Linked DNA regions of Hordeum vulgare: region 2 is linked to region 1. A link is a contact called in public Hi-C data. All regions are on one chromosome and are shown on one strand. The core of a region is the stretch at or near the end of the contact, and the rest is flanking DNA. Distances in the headings are between cores, read along the strand shown. Region 1 holds the start of LOC123406361 (eukaryotic translation initiation factor 5-like). Region 2 holds the start of LOC123403010 (serine protease SPPA, chloroplastic).

Evidence for each region. A called contact is a pair of places that touch in the nucleus more often than the background predicts.
Region 2: a contact with region 1 is called in a Hi-C map of seedling, with 2.7 times the contacts expected there. The contact joins the promoter of LOC123403010 here to the promoter of LOC123406361 in region 1. A contact is called at or near these places in 2 of 6 Hi-C or Micro-C datasets (leaf and seedling) and 1 of 1 datasets of contacts at active chromatin or transcription factors (embryo).

Annotation. Positions count from the first base shown.
Region 1 is chr6H:487,724,452-487,731,120 of MorexV3_pseudomolecules_assembly, forward strand. It overlaps LOC123406361 (eukaryotic translation initiation factor 5-like), which reads right to left and starts at 2,316. Exons shown (of 2, transcript XM_045099870.1): 1 at 2,165-2,316; 2 at 1-913. The coding sequence starts at 598. It overlaps LOC123401251, which reads right to left and starts at 4,958. Exons shown (of 3, transcript XM_045095000.1): 1 at 4,642-4,958; 2 at 3,613-3,734; 3 at 2,973-3,520. The coding sequence starts at 4,777. The coding sequence ends at 3,194.
Region 2 is chr6H:487,935,072-487,941,740 of MorexV3_pseudomolecules_assembly, forward strand. LOC123403010 (serine protease SPPA, chloroplastic) reads right to left here and starts at 4,182. Exons shown (of 12, transcript XM_045096987.1): 1 at 3,742-4,182; 2 at 3,204-3,387; 3 at 2,980-3,117; 4 at 2,477-2,647; 5 at 2,302-2,405; 6 at 1,448-1,515; 7 at 339-505; 8 at 1-30. The coding sequence starts at 4,089.

The sequences.
Region 1 (6,669 bases), core at 1,066-3,565:
CGGCAGCCTTTTTCTTTGTATCCTTGGAAGAAGCTCCTTTCTTCTTTGCATCCTTTTTGAGTTTCTTCATCTCCTCATCAGCAGCTTCGCCTTCTTTCATCCGCTCCTTCTCAGCTCTTCGCATAGCTTTCTTGTCTTTGCCTCCCTTCTTCTGTTCTGGCGGGTTCTTCAGGATGAATGTAGTGAGCTTGTCCCTCATGTCAACATCAGAGAGGAAGCCACATGCAGCACATTTCAGAGTTATCATCTCTTTCTTGGATATGAGAACCTCAGTCTCAGGATTGCCACAACCATAACACTGGACATACTTCTTGATGAAGTTCTCAAGAAGGCCAGCCAGCTTTGAAGTATCATGAGCACCATTAACCAAGGCGATTCCCGTCTTCTCGTCAAATTTTGATTGTGCCCCAAGCTCACATCCAAAGTACTTAGTGGTGTAGGAAGCGGGTCTGGCAAGTGCTTTTGCTATATCAACCATGTTCACAATATTTGTCTTGATGCCATTACCACGGCCTTCTATTTTTGTCAACATTCTGGGCATCTTGTACCTGTAGAAGGCATCATCCTTGTTTGAAGCACCAATGTTTTGCAGCGCCATCTTGACTCAAGCTTTCTGCAGCAGGTACTATCAGATGTAGAAAATTTCAGAAATGAGAGTAGCTGCTGATCCTTGAAGAAAACTGAGCTGGCTTTGAGCACTGGCGATGGCAAGTGAATTCTCAGAACCAGATATCCTAATAGGCTCTTGATGCATGCAGGGGAGCAAAAACTTGTGCCTTTTTCTCGTTGAACGAGAATACTCTCCCAGCAATCCAACTGATCCCAAATAAACCGATGCTTGTTCAGACATAAAAGAAGCTTCACCTTCTAGGCCCTCCACTTTGTCAGATTGCAGCGATACAGAGGCTGCTGCCTGGATTAGACAAGACAAAGATCAGATATTGATGATTCTTCATGTAAGGTGAGATACAAGAAACTAATTGAATTTAAAATTACACTATCATTACGGAAACGGGACTAGAGTACAACAACAACAAAGCCGTTAGTCCCAAACAGGTTGGGGTAGGTTAGGAAACGGGACTAGAGTATCACAGAGAATCAGTTCATATACCACCAGTTGCTGGCAGAATTGTAGAAAGGAGACTACTAAATCTAATGATAAAATCAGGAGCTCCATAAACAGTCCAGACAACACATGTGTGACCAACATCAACAAAGTCAGGCAGTAGTAGTACTAAGAGGCTGAGATATTTGTATCACTTGTTATAGCCCCATGAAAATTACAGAAGCACATCCAACACAAAACAACCAGCATGCTCACAAGGGATAGTGAAGACGATTAGCCAACAGTTTTCAGGCAACTCCTGTTCAGGTGTCCAAAACGACAGCAGAGGTCTACTCTAATATTCTGATACAGTTTAGGGGACACGGCCATTTGCTTTTGAACAAGTGCCAAGTCAAGGCATAATGACAAACTCATATCTGATTATTACAACTAATGATACTGAATATCACATCTTAAGGGCATGGATCAGAAGTATCGTACATGCAACATTGGTATACACAAGATGAAAGGAAAACTCATAATGAAGATAGCATGTTGAGAAATCAACTGTCTGGAACAGAGAAACAAAGATGACAACATCTACTTCTTTAAGATTGTCACCAACAAAAATAAGTAACTGAGACTAGGGACAATCTCTACAATTGCAAGCACAACGGAAGTACAAACTGACAACAAAATAAACAGGGCAACCGCACACGCAACAAACATTCATCCAAACTTGCCTCACGGTACTACTCAAAACCTACAGTACCATACCAATTCGTGCTCTAGAAACTGACAACACGAAATCAAGAACAAGTATGCACCTAAACATCTGACCGCATGATATACCAAACGTATGAGAAACCCCCAACGGAGAAACTGATAAACAAAGCACGGACGATTCTGGAACATGGAAATATGTATGGATATACTAGTAATCCAGTATGTGAGGCCACAGACAACTAGGCCTATATGCCACCATCAATCAGTGCGCACATAATATACGTTTGTAAATTTGTGATGCCCACCCACAAACAAACATGCCCGTTGGCTTTAGAGTTTATACTTGGAATCTGCTCGTGTCTATCCACTTTACGCATCTGGACCCTGGCTTACCAGCAGAGTAAGATCGGAGGGGGGGCGTCCGGTGGATCTGAGAGGCGGATCTGGTCGGAGAGAGGCGGCGAGGGGTCCGGCGAGGCGGGGCGGGGCGGGGCGGCGGGAGGAGGTCGCGCCGCCTCGGCTGGGAGAGAGCTGCGCGTCCAGTCGGGGGTAGGGATTGGGATTGTGGTGGGGAGGGATGAAGGGGAGGCCGGTATTTATACGAGTGGCACGCTGGGCGTAATTTGCAGGAAAACCTGAGGGCTGGTTCGTAATCGCCAGAATGGAAAAGATCCAGAAGCGCCCTCCGCCGGTCCGCCCAGCTGTCAGCGTGGTTTTGGGTGTGTACAATAATCTTGCTTGAGAAATAGGGTTTGGTTTGACGGCGTTTCTTCGGTTGCTTCTTTTCTTTCTTTCTTTCTCATCAAGCCGCCATCGATTGGTCACAGAAAACTAACTGTATATTCGATAACAACCATTTTGAGAAATCAGGGGGATGTTTCAAATCCCAGAAAAAACGGCATGAAACCAAATGGAATGTGAGACAATCCGACCGCAAATCCACGCGCTTGATGATCGACATCATTCATTTGCAGCACATTACAAATGAACAGCTAGACTCGTTTACTGGCTAGAAAGGTTTCATAAAATCAATATCCATCAAGGATCTAGGCATGTGCTCGTACTCCTGTTCCAACATGAACAAGTTGAAAGGGTCCAGCAAGTCTGCAACTGAGTCAGATTGAATGAAAAACAGAGTTTTTGGACAGCGGAACAAGGGGCGTTTGTCAAAGGCATACAGAACCACACAAGCAACCTCCTGTTTCACCATCAAGCTCAAACTTTATTCCAATAATTATGGTACATAAAATGTTACAACCAGGAACCAGCACCGGCACAATGAGTGTTCTTTCAGCAGAGTGATAAGACTAAAAACACAGACCTCGTGGAGCCAAAGAAAATGATATCCAAAGCCAATACAGGCAGGCCGGATAAATGCCATAATAGGCTGCTTGCATTCAGTATGAACATCTCGGGTCCTGCTTACTTGTTGGATGGAATAAGGTAGTTGAGGAAGGGTTCTGCCTTCGGGGCAATGGTTTTCACATCATCAAAAGAGGCCATTTTGAAATCCTCGTACTCGAAGCCAGGGGCGCAAGTGCAGCCGACGAGGGAGTAGTGCTTCTCGGGGTCTCGCTTCCGAGAGTTGACAAGATGGCTGCCATCGGATGCAAACGACTCGACATCCAACGTAGGGAAAGAACCAAACCACACATTTGGTGGCACGGTGTACTGGGGGCGCTGGCCAGCGTCTAGGTGTGGGCCAATTACGGTGAGGTCAATGTGGCCATCGTCGTGTAGCTCAAAGACCTAATCAGACAGAGAATACCTGTGTTAGCAATACATAATCAAAATGGCAATCTTACACCCCATATAAAGGCAAGCATGCAACTGTCACCAACCGTGAGAGGCTCTCCCTTGTAGAAATGCCAGGTTTCAGCGCAAGGAATACGATGCAGGCGTGAAACACTTCCTGCAGGAAGCAAGAAATAGATAGCGGTGCTCACAGCACGCCCAACCTTGTCTGCAGAATACATTAAGGAAGTATTAGAGGTATTTCAATGCAGATTGATGAACATGGTCACCTGCACTACACTTCTACAACGCACTTCATACATACAGCACTGCAGGCTAAAACAGAGGGAGAGCAGAACAGTCATTTAAGCAGGGCTTCATGGTGAATATTTTAAATCAGGAAGCATACACATGTTGCTTCTTTAACAATCAGAACAAAGTAAGGTAGACAATCGTCAACAGGTACAAATCCAAACATGGAGCCACCAAATTAGCAGAAAAGTAGTTGACACTAAATTTGCCTTTGTGGAGCATATGAAAATGCAGCGAGTTCCTATCAAGGATACTTGCAGTAATCGTAACTGTTCTGGAGGTGATAACAGCGCAATGTTTCGGTTAGAAGATTCAACTCTAATTATGCAGCCGTCTTGTGACATGTTACACTATCCATTTACAGGTGCAGTAGGAGCAGAGGAGATGCAATACAGCTATCTATCTATTTTCCAGAAGCAATACCAGCCAGCGGCATAGCTCACATTAAAACAGATTTAGTGCACGATGTACTCCCTCCGTCCCAAAACAACTGCCTCAACTTTGTACTAGCTCTAGTATAAAATTGTACTAAGCTAAGACACTTATTTTGGGACGGATGGAGTACTATGTAACAAGAGCATCTAATAGGCAAAGCATATGCACATCGTGTCATGCCCATGCCCCAATCCCCAACACCCCTGGTCTCTGCGCACTTGATGATGCAAACAAAATGTTGGGTTCTATCTGAATTCCCACCTGCCAGAATATGCTATTCTACTAGTACTATCTAACGTCTGCACATGCTAAGACCCCATCCGAGGAGGAGCGAGGGGTCGGATCAGACGAAACGGAGGAGGAATGGGCGGGCGTGATCGTATGCATACACTGCGGCGGGAGCTGGGCGGTGGTGAGGGAGACGGAGGAGTCGCGGAAGGTCTCGGCGTAGTAGCCGCCCTCCGGGTGCGGCTTCAGATCCAGCAGCGCCGCTACCTCCGTGGCCGTCATCTCGCAGGAGCCCATCTCCTCCTCTGGATCGGTTCCTCTCGCTGTCCGCTTCGAGGTTCCTGGCCTCCGGTGGCGAGGTAATCAGGGATCGTTGAGCGGAGCCGCCGGTGATTGATTGGGCTCTTAGTTTATCCGGCTGGAACGTGGGTGATACGCTGCGGCTGCGCCCGGGAGCCGCCTAGGGGGGTTGGTGGGGGTTAACGTTCCCTGCGCCGGTTAGCCGGTTCAGTTGTTCCTTGTCTTTTGTTTTTTGGCAATGCTAACCGGCGAACGTTCGCTGGGAAGGAACTTGCAGAGAACGCCCTCGCGGCTGTTTGATCGAGATCAAACGATGACATTTTTTATGGGTTTTTTAAGTGCCTTCTTTAGAAAGAGATTTGCATGCTATCCTGAAAAAAATTCACACCTCTATAACTAAAATCGTGAGGGAAATTGTTTGCAAATGCACCCTCCTAGCAAATGTTCGCTAGCTAAGAGGTTTTTAAAAATTGTTATTTGTTTGTTGGGCACCTCTTAACCAACATGCCATTCTCTTCTTCACACTAAACCAGGGGCTTGGGGCGGGCATTGTTCTGAGAATGGCTCGTGATTTAACGCTAAGAATGCATTGTTCTGAGAACGCCAACAGCCAACCAGAGCAAGTCGTAATTATGACATGCAGTCGGTGGCCCGCTTTGCTTTTTCACTTGGCCAATGAGGCTCACGTCTAGCACTATAGGAGTAATTATATTAGGTGGTGCATGCAGCTAATGACCTGTATGCCTAACCAATCAGGCACGCATGGAGCGGAAGAATCGAGGGAAATTTACTGCAAATATTTAGAGGCCTTGTAGAAATGGAACACGGTTGGTTTGCTGAGAGGCCCAATAAACCCGGACGGAGGGAGTACTTCATAAGGTGCTTTAAATAGTAGTTTTAAAGAAAATGCATGTTGTAGTTAAAGATCTTGATTTAAATTGATAAAGTGTAATATTTAGGGGTTGTTTTGTTCCATACCATGACTTGCCACACCTAAATTTAAACAAGTTTTACCAAGTTAGGTTTATGTTTGGTTTTAGCCGAGATGTCATAGATACAAAAAGCGTAGGAAAACTCCCTAAGGCAAGCCAAAGTGTAGCTAAGAATTTAAGAACTTCAAGTAAGACAAGTGTGACAATATGTGGCAAAGAGAGTCGCAATCCAAGCAAGCCCTAATATATTGGGTCGTTCTTGGGCTAGCCCGGCACAAAGTCAGCATGGCGGGCCATTGGGTTGTGCTTGGGCCTCCCCTTGGCATGCCAGCATGACATGGTAAGTAAACTGGGCAAGGCTGACCCCATTTACCATGGCCTAAAGCATGATGAATTTGGACTGGCATGGCACGACACAAGTCCCAAGTTTACTTCGATATCCTCCTCGGAGCAGAGGAAAGCCAAGTCCACTTGTGCCATCATATTCACACCACTAATTATTTATCAAATACATAAAAGGGATCGTGAAGGACCGAGAGCCACATTGGATATAAAAGTCATGGTACTACACACACAAGGACTAAGTAGATAAAGAAAATTATAACACCGTCCTTAAATTTTACGAGAAGGACCTTAGATCATGAATATAATGCAATTTGGTCACGAAAAATAAGCTCCGGTGTTGGATCAAACCCACCGTCACCAAGAATAACACCACTTGGGATGATGGGTTCACCACAAGACCGCTACCAGCGTCTGGTTGTAGGAAAAATGCGGATGCCTAGATGAAATAATGTTGCCTCCTATTAGCCTTCATGTCACGGGGAATATAACAAGACAACATTTTAATCAGACACCGAAGCTCCAACAGGTCGCTTTTTGACCAAAAGTTTCTTCGACAAGGTCGCTGAGACAAATAGTCAATCACAAAAGGCAGATGTTCTCTGAGAGGAAGAA
Region 2 (6,669 bases), core at 2,932-5,431, 210 kb after region 1:
GAAGAATAACAGCTTTATACTTGTCTGACTCTGGAAATGGTAAGAGAATTTTACATTAAAATAAGATGAAATTATTCTGTTGGAGAACATATAAACTATGACAGAAGTTCGCATTATATGTGTGCTTATATAAGCTACACCAATTGCTTCTACAGTCTGTGCTCACTGCAATGAAACAGAAAAAACTCATCTCATCTAAAAATATAAATAAATTAGGGAACTGAATCCAGTTTAAAGAATTTTCAGATGTAGTATATTTTTTCTACCTGGTACAAATGTATACATCAAATTTGCATCTGAGACGCAAATTGATTGCTGAGATAACATATCATAATTACCTCTAACAGTACGTATCTTCTTGATTAATTGCTCGGCAATAATGCCCGAACTAGAAATACTCAGGCCACTTCGAGTTCGTGTTATGCTTCCAGATGCTCTGATTACTGCAATTAAGTCTCCTCCTCCTCCTATCCCAAGAGTTGATTTTCTTACACCTGAATATTTACTGGCAGTTCAAACCAATGTCAGTTCAGTAAGTAAAACAGGGTGTTTATATCTGTCGACTTTTCAGATTAATCAAACAACATCAAATAATACCAAACAAATTAAGTGTGCAAAAAAATTGAACAAACAACTCATAATATAGGAAAGAAAAATTGCAACATTTTAGGACCAGGGACACACCAGCTGACAGTTCACAAGGCAAAGCTCAATTGGCCCAAGCTGACAAAAACTATGGGATATGATCCCGGTCATCTTTTCAGTTAGGAAATTTATATTTTCTTTAAAGACAGGGATATCATTAGCTTAGGCCTTAAGTAAATTAGAGGTAAGGAGGAGCCCTTGTACTCCTTCCCCCCCCCCCCCCCCCACACACACACACCCCGCCTGTAATGTGGTAGCGGTGCCACTGCTCTTTCACTGGTTCACAGGAGTCCAGGGCCACGCCCGTTGACCTCGACAACTACCCTATATGCCCCCAATCCTTCCATAATATCCGAGCCCATAAAAATGTTACTCACAATCGTGCACTCTGCTCATATCAACAAAGAAGAGACAGAGTTGTGGGTTCCACTGGCTATTGTATAGTTTCCGATAACAACTGCTGAACCAATTTGGCCTGTTCAGCCTAGAGGTGGACAGGACCACCATCAATGGCTATTTTTCAAAATATGTGTATATCAGTATATACATCTAGGTTTGAAGCATCTATATGTAATTGGTCATGCCTAAGTGGAGCGAGCCAGGGTTAATTTGGTCATTCCTCACTTCACTAATAGTATGGTAATGGCTGAAAGTTGACGGTGGTGGCAAAACATAAAAATTGATGGAAGAGTCAAAGTTCCAGAATCGACTAGTGCCATCATTATAAATTTATTAGAAATCCTTGACTTGTCTGGCTTCCAGTTTCCACCCAGTTTTCCAGAACAATGAATATCTAAATTACCTGTAATCAACCGTACGCAGGCTTTTCTTGTCATTCTGTCCTACTCTCTCTTTCAGCATTGTCATTACCTATTGAATAAGACAACACCAACAAAAACAATAGCGGACAAATATAAATAAATAAATTAAATAACTCAGTATTCTAATTCAAATAAACAACCTATTATGTAAAATTTCATGTCTAATTTTCTAGTTTGACAAGTCGCATACCCTGAACATGTCCACATTTCAATAAAGAAACTCCAACTAAAATTGAGTTAGCAATTAACATATCAAGTACATCAGTATATGTTGTAGGAAGATTTGATGTTTCCTCACATGTGGAACTGTGGACACTTACCTTAACTAGGACCCTAAAATTCCCTTTCTAACTAAATCGAAGAGTCTTGTATAGATATGACTTGCTTGTGCACTAATAATGGCCAAAGATCTCACTATATTACACACCTAAAATATAAATAGAGAGACATCACTTTACATTCCTAATACATATTAGGTACCATGTCTTTTATTTCTCTTGGACTAGATTTGCGTCTCTGTCTTCTATTTCTTGTTCATGGGTGCTTCTTTGATGTATAACATTCTGCTGGTTCAACATCTGCCTACAACACATGTTACTATAGACCCCGAAACAAAGAGACTGAACTTTTGTTGTTTTCTTAATGTTGATGACATGAAAGAAAAAGAGGAAATAACGAACGTCAAAGTTAAAACATCACTTACATTCCTAATACAATTTACTAATCACCATTGGTTGGGCAGAAGATGCAGTAACACTAACACCTAACTTAACTTGATTTAGTCTTGTGCAATTTACTTGCCACCTGAGTGATCAGCTGAGGAGGGAATCTGTACCTGATCATCATACAATAGATCCGTTATCCAACCTTCTTCCTTAAGTTTCTCGACCTGATAGACTCCTGAGTTGACAAATTCCTCAATTTCTTCTTTTTTCTTCCCTAGAAAAAAAAATCTCTAATGATGATGTTTCAATTAAATATGTGAAACTGAACAGATCTATTTAAATTACCTTGTGTGGAAGACACTGTATCCAGCCAGTTTCCATAGATATTATCAAGCAGTGCACCCAGCATCTCCTTAACTTCATTTGACATGCTCTTCCGCCCAAGTTGGTCTCCAGCACTTTTGTAGCGACCAATTCGTTGAATTTCTGGCTGTACTCCAACTTTCTCAAGCACACCTTGCAAATCGAATTAAAAAGTGCTAGACTGTTAGCTACCAGAAAAGAAACATGGTTGCATTCAGATTGTCTCATTTTAACACACAGGGCATGACCAAGCTTACAAAACTTGGTTCACAATGAGAAGCTAAACTATCAGAAATGCATTGAAAGTTATGACAGGATGAAGGATATTTACTGTAAAAATAGCAAAACACTTCTATAGTTCTGTCGCACCATAACAAGTGTAATTTTGGAACAGGTTTGGGGATCAGCAGAAAATAACGCTTCTAGATCATGGTGCACTTGACCAATAACCAGAGGTATTATGTTATCGCCGTACATGCAGTTACCTCTGAGAAATGTCTGCTGAATGGTTAGACCATACAAAGCAACATAAGCACTTGGCGGTGCATACAGCTCAGCACATGCACTAGCAAGGTAGTATTCTTTCTCCCCTCCGACAGGCATGTAACCGACAACAAATTTACCTACAAAAATATCCAACACTTTGTCATAGTATGACATACATGAACATAAAGGTGATACACCAAATTCAGCAGAAGCTTGTGATTACCAGATTTCTTGAAATCCACAATGTGCCTTCTGATTTCCTCCGCCTTTCCCCATCCACAGCTCAACGGCTCTATGTGCAGATAAATCCCTGATATCCGCGGGTCATACGCTGCCTTCTCAAAATTCTCGCAGATTTGCGGCAGTGAGAGCCCTGACGAGAAGCGGGTCTTCAACTGATCGGATATCTGCAACCACGGAAACACACCATCAAAATCCAAACCCACACAATACAGTATCAAGACTAACAAATGTTCAAACAAAGCCCAAACATGTCTAGATTACAAAATGACCAAATACAGTGGCAGGTGCGTATGAGCGAACGGAACACACGCCAATCCACCCACCCACGCAAGCATACGCACACGCACACGCACACGGCGTGTGCCAGGATCTGCAACAGCAGAAGTAAACTGGCCACAATACAAACAGCACTGTACCAGGGCATCTGCTAAGATGATTAGGCTCTCCCATGATGCACGAAATGGAGAAGGGTAGCAAAATCAGCAAGTGCGCGGTGCCGAAGAGCAGGAGCAGCGCACCTCGCCCCGAAGCGTCATGGTGAGGACGCTGCCCTTGCGGACGCGCTTCCACGGCGGGGCGACGAGCATCTTGAGCTTGACCGCGAGCTGGGTGCCCCAGCCGAGCTCCTCCACCACGAACGCCGGCGCCGTGGGCAGCGGCTCCTGGGCCTCGCCCGCGGCCAGAGGCGCCTCCTCCCCCTGCTTGGTGGCCCCCGAGGACGACTCGACGGCGCGGACGGGCACGCGGAGGGGCGACGGGAGGTGGCGGCGGGCGAGGCGGGGGAAGGACGCCGAGCGGGAGGAGACAGCGGCGGAGAGGCTGGACCGGTGGTAAGGCGCCGAGCGGAGCACGAGCAGCCTCGCCATTGCTCCCGAAGCTTCGGGGAGGAAGGAAGGGCGGGATGGAAGAGCCGCGCCCGTGGTCGCGGCGTCGGGGGATGGGTGGAGTGGTGGGAGGGAATGGAAGCGGGCGGGGGACGGAGCGGGGAGATGGCGCTGGCTGGGGGGGTCCAGAGATCGTGGGGTCGGGAGCGGAGCGGAGGAGGTGGCCGGCTCGGGGCGATAGGTGTGGGGCGGTTCACTTGGCGCCACGTTGGGCGCGTGAGGTGAAAGTATGGGCGCTTTTCTGAGCTCTCTGTTGAAAATATCTCGACGAAGGCTCGGTTGGAATTTCTTCAGCTTTTTCTTCGGTTCTTCCTTTTCTTCAAACAAAACTTGTACTTCCTCCGTTTCTGAATATATGTTTTTAAAAAAAATTATTATAAAACTACATACAGATGTATATGGACATACTTTAGAGTGTAGATTCATTCATTTTGCTTCATATGTAGTCTTATAGTAAAAAATTTAAAAAGACTTATATTTAGAAACAGGGAGAGTATTTTTTTAAATGGAAAAGCTTTAATCCATTACACATTCGGTCCACCTAAATCGCTAGCAATCGCATCAGCCACATACACACTTCTTGTTCAACCAAACTCGCGCCAAACGACGCTAATTTATGAGCAGCTACATTACATGACTTAGGACACCACATGATGAAAAAAGACTGAAAATAATACAAAAATTTATATTTTGCTTCACAGAACAGACCGTCATAGACTAAATTGTCATAGTCATCGCCAGTGACATCTTGTTTCACCACCAGTGCATCTGTTTCAAAAATAACATTCCTGCATCTCAGCTCGCTTGCTCTCTCAACAGCATGCAACAGGGCTATTGTTTCTTCTTGAATTGCCTCAGATAGTCTGCACAGTCTCCCTGCTCCTGCTGCTTCTACTCCTCCTTCAAAGTTTCTGATGATGAAACCCCATCCTCCCGTCCATGTCTCCTTTGTGAAAGTTGCATCTATATTGATCTTGAGATAGTTTTCCTCCGGAGGTTTCCAACAACTATCCTTGGGTGTTATTGTTTAAGTGCATTTCCTCTTATATAGCTCATTGTATTCACTTTCGTGAATTTCCAGAGATTCTATGATTTCATTCGTGCTTCTTATTGCCTCCCCTTTATTAGCTTTGTTTCTCTCATGCCACCAAAGCCACATAAGAATGCTTACTCGTGCACCCTTTTGCCGATCAAGTTTATATATTTGAATAAGCACATCTTTCGGACTACAACAATCACGAAGATTTTGTCGTATGTCTTCCGTTTGAGCCGTTCTACAGATTTGCTTTACTGATTTACATTTGAAAAAATGTGCCCACCATCCTCATAAGTACTAAACATATCGGGCACCGTCGATCAACTTTAACTCCTCGTCGAATTAGTTTTTGTCCCATCGGAAGACTGTTCCTCGCCATTCTCCATAAGAAGTGCAGTATTTTAGCTCGTAGAGGGAGCCTCCACACTTTCTCCCACTCGAAGGGTATATATTCAGTTTTTGTGCCAGATGCATAAGCCCCACCATGAAGGGCCCTCCTTGCGTCTGATTCAATTGCCACTCGATAAGCTGATTTCACATAAAATAAACCCCTCTTATGAAAGTGCCACGCAAGCCGGTCCTCATTGCCTTCACTAATTGGTATTTGCAATATTTGTTCTGCATCTTTTCCGTTGAAGGTTTGTTTTACCAGATCATCATCCCAATCTCCTTCTAGTAGGTTAATTGGGTCTGAGACTTTCCAAAGGATGTTATTCCTTCTTTGAGGAGTAGGTGGTTTTCTACTTTGACCTTGCGGAATCCAAGGGTCTTTCCGTATGTTCACATTCTCACCATTGCCTATTCTCCAGATTACTCCTTCTCTTAGCAGTTTGACCCCTTTGAGGACACTTCTCCATGAATAAGACATTCCGCCCTTTGGCATTGCTCTAATAATCTAACCAGATGGGTAATATCTAGCAGAAAGAACTCTCGCACAAAGGGAGTTGGGTGCATTTGCTAACCTCCAAGCTTGCTTTGCCAACATGGCCCTATTAAATACATGGAGGTCTCTGAAACCTAGCCCTCCTTCCTTTTTTGGCAACATCATCTGCTCCCAACTAACCCAATGAATTTTGTTTTCGTTATCAATATTACTCCACCAGTACCTACATATCATCCCACTAATCTGGTCACATAATGTCTTGGTGAGATCAAAACATGCCATTGCAAATACCGGGACTGATTGGGCTACGGCCTTTATTAAAATCTCCTTTCCCGCCGTTGAGAGCATTATTTCTTTCCATCCCTAGATTTTCCTCCAAATTTTGTCTCTGAGGTAGTGTAATCTCCCTCCGTCCAGAAAAGAATGTTCGGAGTGTAGTGTAATGGTCATTTTATAAAAAAGAACCTTGTAAAACTGGAACTATTTCAAACAAGTCCCTCTGCCCATCTTCTTCCTATGCCCATCGCCCGCGCGTCGTCAGGGGCAGGCGCCAGCCAGCTGTGCGATTTGCAGCCCACCAGGAACTGCTCCGCCACCGCTGCCGCCCAGGACCTGCGTCGCCTCGATCCCCTCCCGCAGCAAT